Regions from separate parts of the Mus musculus genome. Here region 1 is linked to region 2. The links are chromatin contacts, called in public Hi-C maps. All regions are on one chromosome and are shown on one strand. Each heading gives the region's core, a stretch centred on a gene start, on an enhancer-like site or on the middle of the called end of the contact. The rest is flanking DNA. Distances are from core to core; before and after follow the strand shown. Region 1 overlaps Pla2g4d (phospholipase A2, group IVD). Region 2 holds the start of Pla2g4b (phospholipase A2, group IVB (cytosolic)).

Region 1 (2,799 bases), core at 195-2,694, 240 kb after region 2:
TGAGATCGCAGACAGCCTGGACGATTAAAACATGGGCTGGGGATGTAGCTACTGAGCTCTTGCTAATATGTGGAAGAACTTGAAAGAAAGAGATAAAGAGAGAAAGGGAGAAAGGGGGAAAGGGGGAAAGGGGGAAAGGGGGAAAGGGGAGGGGAGGGGAGGAGAGGGGAGGGGAGGGAAGGGAAGGGAAGGGAAGGGAAGGGAAGGGAAGGGAAGGGAAGGGAAGGGAAGGGAAGAGAAGGGAAGGGAAAAGGGAAAAGGGAAGGAAAGGGAAAAGGGAAGGGAAGGGAAGGGAAAAGGGAAAAAGGAAGGGAAAAGGGAAGGGGAAGGGAAAAGGGAAAAGGGAAGGGAAGAGGGAAGGGAAGAGAAAAGGGAAGAGAAAAGGGAAGAGAAAAGGGAAGAGAAAAGGGAAGAGAAAAGGGAAGAGAAAAGGGAAGAGAAAAGGGAAGAGAAAAGGGAAGAGAAAAGGGAAGAGAAAAGGGAAGAGAAAAGGGAAGAGAAAAGGGAAGAGAAAAGGGAAGAGAAAAGGGAAGAGAAAAGGGAAGAGAAAAGGGAAGAGAAAAGGGAAGAGAAAAGGGAAGAGAAAAGGGAAGAGAAAAGGGAAGAGAAAAGGGAAGAGAAAAGGGAAGAGAAAAGGGAAGAGAAAAGGGAAGAGAAAAGGGAAGAGAAAAGGGAAGAGAAAAGGGAAGAGAAAAGGGAAGAGAAAAGGGAAAGGGAAGGGAAGGGAAGGGAAGGGAAAAGATGTGGGATCCGGGAGGACAACTGAGCAGTAAAAGTACTGGCTGCTTTTCCCGAGGACCTGGGTCTCACTCCCAGCCCCCACATGGTAGCTCACAACCATCTTTAGCTTCAGTTGCAGGGGTTCTGATACCCCTTTCTGGCCTCTTTGGGCCCCAGGGCATGCAAGTGGTGCACAGACACACATGCAGACAAAACACCCATATTTCAAAAAGAAAGAAAAAGAAAGAAAAGAAGAAAAAGTAGAGCCTTAATCCACGTGTGATAGTGCACTAATCCCAGCACTCAAGAAACTGAGGTTGAGGCCACATGTCGACTGGGGCTGTCCAGAAAGACCTTATATCAAAACAATCAAAAGAGAGTAAGTCTGGAAGGGTCAGAATTATGATCTCAACTAGAAAACTGGGGGGTAACGCACAAAGGCAGGCAATAGATTCCCCCACCCAAAGTAGACAAAAAAATCTGCCAAGCTGGTGGAAAGGGGGATGGGAAGGGATGCGAGGAGGGCTGAGATCGGGAAGTCAGTTGAGGAAAGGCTTAGTCCCTGAAAAGGGGTCCCAGGCCACACCGGGCACAAAACAGAGGGTCACTATAAAGTTCCAGGATAGCGACAAGTCCTTGAAACCCGAGAGCTTCACAAAGGTGTGAGCATCAGTGCCCAAGGCCAGGGAGGCGTGGCCAAAGAGCCCAGAGCCCAGCCCAAAGCCTTTCCTGGAGCTGTTCTGCCCACCAGGGAACCAGAAGGGAAGATGGCCTCACCAGGGGCTGAGTGATCCCTGAAGGAGTCATTGACCAGCGGGAAGTGCAGCACAACGGGTGCTTCCGGGCAGGTGGGGTCTGAGAAGAGGTAACATTCCTGGGGCTGGCTGTGGTCCTCTGGGCTGGGCTCCACACGGGGGAAGGGCAGGCCCCGAGCTCTGCTGTATTTCTCAGATTGCTGCAGCCCCTAGGGGGAGCAGAGAGCGGCCCAGAAGGAGCTGTGTTATCTCAGATTCACTGTAGGTACGTTCCAGTTCCCACTTGCTCCCTCAGCGTCAAGACAACAGCCTGGCCTTGCGCTGGCCCAAACTAAGGCCTCCAAGGGAATCCAAGGATCCCAGTAGTTAGAAATTATAGGTGGGAATGAAGATCCAGCAGCCTCCCCCACCCCCCTACTGTTATTACAGCATCAGTTGAATCTTAGCCCTGAAGAGCTCCAGTAGTGGACCTACATGTGATGCTGGCTGGCACTGCTGCCACCCAGACTTCCTAGGGAAAGTTGGGAGTTGGCCGTGGCAGTGCTTGGGGTCCCTTGCCAGCTCTGTTGTTGTATCCCAGAAATTCCCATTCACCTGTCTTGGGATCTCAGAGCTCAACCACCATCGCCGCCCTTCCCAATGGAGGACCCAGAAATACCCTATGGGTTACAGCTCCCTCCCTTAGTCATGGGAAGTGTGAGGCAGAGACCCTGCTGCTCATCCGTGGAGATGAACCTGGCCCCGCAGAGGGGTTCCCGCAGAGTGACTAGGCACCTTAAAGGGAAGGGATTGGTTGTAATTGAAGGAGATTATGAGGTCCACTTGGCGACCTGGGCGGAACAGGGAGGGACAGCTGCTGTTCATGAAGCAGCCAGCATCAATTAGGCAGAGCTGAGGGTCCTGTGGGGTCAGCTGATTCGGGGTGTCATCTAGGTTGCAATCTGATAGACAAGGCAATGCTGGTTAGAAGCAGTCACCCTTCCATAGGTAACGGCAACTCTCCTCTGATCCCATTCCCCTCCATGTCGCCTTATGTCTGATGTCACTCTTTGAATTCAGACCTTCCCCTAAACCCACAATGGGATCTCCAGACCACACCCCAGAAGAACATACATATGACCTCCTCACAAACCACTGCCAGCTATCAGCCACAACACAACCCCAACCAGGAGTCCGGTTGTGGGGACACATGGCCATGGTCCTTACCCGCCCAGGTGGAGAAGTGTCTCTGGTTACAGTAGTCCCGGTGCAGCTGGAGGCCATGGAGGAAGTTGGCGCTACGCTGGTGGAATGGCCTGCCAGTCAGAAAGCCCTTAAGTGCCTG
Region 2 (2,896 bases), core at 392-2,891:
GATCTTGGGGACCTCAGGGCCTGCTCTCAGGCAGCCGCTGTGTCTCTAGGTACCCTGGATCCCACTGGACCCCTTGGCTCCAGACCTGACCCAGTACCCCAGTTACAGCCAGGCACAGGCCCTTCACTGCACAGTGCGGGCCGGCGAGATGCTGTACCTGCCAGCTCTGTGGTTCCACCATGTCCAGCAGTCCCACGGCTGTATTGCTGGTAAGTAGCACCTGGAGCATCCAGGGGGTCAGGCCTTGTCATGGCCCAACAAGGGATCGGGTTGGGGTGGCTCTGGCTTAAATCTCACATCCGGGTCCCCCTCCTCTCCACAGTGAATTTCTGGTATGACATGGAGTATGACCTCAAGTACAGTTACTTTCAACTGATGGACACCCTCACCAGGGCCACAGGCCTTGACTGAAGAGACCCTCAGACACTGCAAAGGACAGCGGGGATCGACGGGGTCATTTGATTCTGGAGGCAGCCTAGAGTTCGAATATGTCCTGGCTGCTGCCCAGGTTCCCGCCTGTGTTGGGATCAGGCATTGCAGGAACTTGGAATTTAGTTGGAGGTCCAAGAAATGCCAGACAGGTCTGGGTGAACGTGCCCAGGAAATTGCCACACAGGTGACAAGGAAGCACGGATCAGGTACAGCAGTGCCTCTCACCAGTGCTATGACCTTGGGTGAGTCACTGCATGTTAGCATCAGTCCCTTGTCTGTAAAGTGGAGATAATAATGGCTCTGGCTCCCAGAGCTTTGGGAATAGGCATGGGCCAATGTAGAGGAAGCGGTCAATAAAAGGTGACACTTGATACACTTGTTCTCATGTTCCCCGTCACAGTTGCCTTTGGTGGCCTGCTGAGGGCTTGAAGGTTCAGGATGACCCTAACTGGGAGGCCTAAGCCAGATCCACATCTGGGGCTTTTCTTCCCCCTGATCCAGGGAAGCTGGGTGTGGAGCGCCGAGGGTGACCCCTGTTCTATAAATGTAAACAGGAAGGGACAGGAACTGTGTTCCTCCTGAGCTGTTCTCTGAGGAAAGAGTTGATCTCCACCCCTAGACTCCTTTGTCACCCTGCTGAAGAGCAGGGAGAGCCCCTACCCCTGCATGCCAACCCATAGGTCTCATCCCTAGCCGCCCAGCTCCAGGTGGAGGCAGCCTAGCGTGGCTTTGAAGGGCTGTTTTATGTGAAGACCACACCCCTTCAAAATTGTGATGGGGCCTGAGGTACTCTTCTGAGATTGCCCAGGGCTCCCGTTCAGACTGGGTATTCCTGTCGTACTGGCACTGGGAAGGAGATTGCGAAAGGACCCACCGACAACGTGATCCTTAGCCCCCAGCGTTCACTGCTATTTTAGGGGACCACTGTCTGCTGTCCTGTTCAACCTCTAACAGCAAGAGGAGAACCCCCTCCTCTCAGTTAGGGCTGGTTGGCTAGCCTAGCTATCAGCAACTGCAGAGAATGGACTTCAGGGAGCCTGTGGCCAACTCCAGGAGGTATCACTGACTCCAGCATTAGCTTAAGGTGTCTCACTTCCTGGGCAGGTGGCTGGGTCAGCAGTGGGCGTGGGGCTTGGGTGGAGCAGAAGAGTCTGTGGGAGGGATCCAAGAGGAATGTGTGGCCAGTTGGCTTACCTTGGCTCTGGGTTTAAAGCTGACAGTTGTTGGTTCTGTGGCCACTACGCCATCATTCCTGTTCCTGTGGACTTGGTCTCATGGCTCTGGTAAGGCTCCATAGAGCACTGGGCTCCCATTTCTGACTTGGCTCCCCATCCAGGGCCTGGTGGCTACTGTTTCTAAAGGGAGCTGTGGACTTCTCTTAGCAAAGGGAGGGATACGTCCCAGCTTCAGGACCAGGCAATAGAAGCCAGAACTGAGATGAAGGTCTGTCCTGGGAATAGGTTCCAGGCAGAATTCCGTAGATTTGAACCCTTAGAACTCTGAGGATCTTACCTGCTGTTCTGGGAGCCCTAGAAAGCTGCTCCATGCTTCTGACTTGGATGCTTGGTATGTGGGGAGCCCCAGGGGTGCCTCAGAGATGAACTTCCTCACCTCTGCCCCTGACTATGTGGAGCTCCCTGTACCTGACCACTGGCACCTCTCCAGAGATCTGGCTGAAGACCAAAAGGAAGGGCCAGGTGGCACAGGCGTCCTCCACCCTGGCACACTGCCAAGTGTCCATAGCTCCAGAAGCAGAGGGAGTTGGGAGGAGCTCTCGAGACCCCCATCGGGTCTGGAGGATGCCAGTGTGTGGGCGATCTGGACTGGTAGCTGCCGTCCCAACCCTGCAGCATACATTTCCAGGATGGGGTAGATGGCATGGGTTTCAGCTCACTCACAGTGCCTAAGCCCCAATGTATTCATTCCTGTCCCTTGAAGGCTAATCTGACATCTCAGATCAGCCCTAAAGCCTCTTAGTAGGAGTGGGGTGGGATGGTGAGGCAGGGGGATAAAAAGACAAAGGATACCATACCCAGAAATGGTGGGTGACACTAACTAGCTTGCCTGTGTTCTGAGCCAAACAGAACCTAGGAGAGTGGCCTCAGTTTCCTCCCAGGGCTGGCCATTGTCATAGCTCCCTTCATAGGATATGTGACAAATAAGTAAATGTATGGAGCTGGCACGGTGTTATATAATTATGGGAAGGTGTCATGTAGATGTATCTTGTGTCACTCTGGCATTCTGATGGCTACAGGTGGACCTGGTCCTTTTGGTAGAGAATTAAGCCTTAAGAGTTTGTCCCTGTCCCCTCTCCTGTGGCCCTGTCATATTTGACCCCGTCTACCTATAGCAAACCTGCCCAGTCTACATGCAGGCAAAGGTGCCAGAGACATGCCTGCTCACTGTACGCGTCCTCCGGGCCAGTGGCTTGCCTTCCAAGGACCTAGGTAAGCACACTGCTTTC

What was found. A called contact is a pair of places that touch in the nucleus more often than the background predicts.
Region 1: a contact with region 2 is called in a Hi-C map of nephron progenitors, with 2.7 times the contacts expected there. The contact joins the enhancer-like site here to the promoter of Pla2g4b in region 2. A contact is called at or near these places in 1 of 39 promoter capture datasets (hippocampal neurons), 2 of 484 Hi-C or Micro-C datasets (colorectal tumor organoids and nephron progenitors), 1 of 115 datasets of contacts at active chromatin or transcription factors (bone marrow-derived macrophages) and 3 of 9 other capture datasets (adipose tissue, liver and macrophages).

The regions. Positions count from the first base shown.
Region 1 is chr2:120,267,272-120,270,070 of GRCm38.p6, forward strand. Pla2g4d (phospholipase A2, group IVD) reads right to left here. Exons shown (of 20, transcript NM_001024137.1): 17 at 2,682-2,799; 18 at 2,250-2,416; 19 at 1,498-1,684. The region is part of intron 1 of Gm52560 (a long non-coding RNA gene); the gene reads left to right. Among named protein-coding and RNA genes, the nearest start is that of Gm52560, 7.4 kb to the left of the region's middle. Within about 2 kb of position 1,445, at least 18 of the 459 cell types and tissues checked have an H3K27ac peak or open chromatin away from gene starts, as enhancers often do. A contact at or near this core is called in nephron progenitors, where this site is marked.
Region 2 is chr2:120,031,792-120,034,687 of GRCm38.p6, forward strand. Pla2g4b (phospholipase A2, group IVB (cytosolic)) reads left to right here and starts at 1,642. Exons shown (of 20, transcript NM_145378.4): 1 at 1,642-1,715; 2 at 2,783-2,879. The coding sequence starts at 1,707. Jmjd7 (jumonji domain containing 7) reads left to right here. Exons shown (of 8, transcript NM_001114637.1): 7 at 50-209; 8 at 323-813. The coding sequence ends at 411. It overlaps Gm28042 (predicted gene, 28042), which reads left to right. Exons shown (of 27, transcript NR_104353.1): 7 at 50-209; 8 at 323-674; 9 at 2,783-2,879.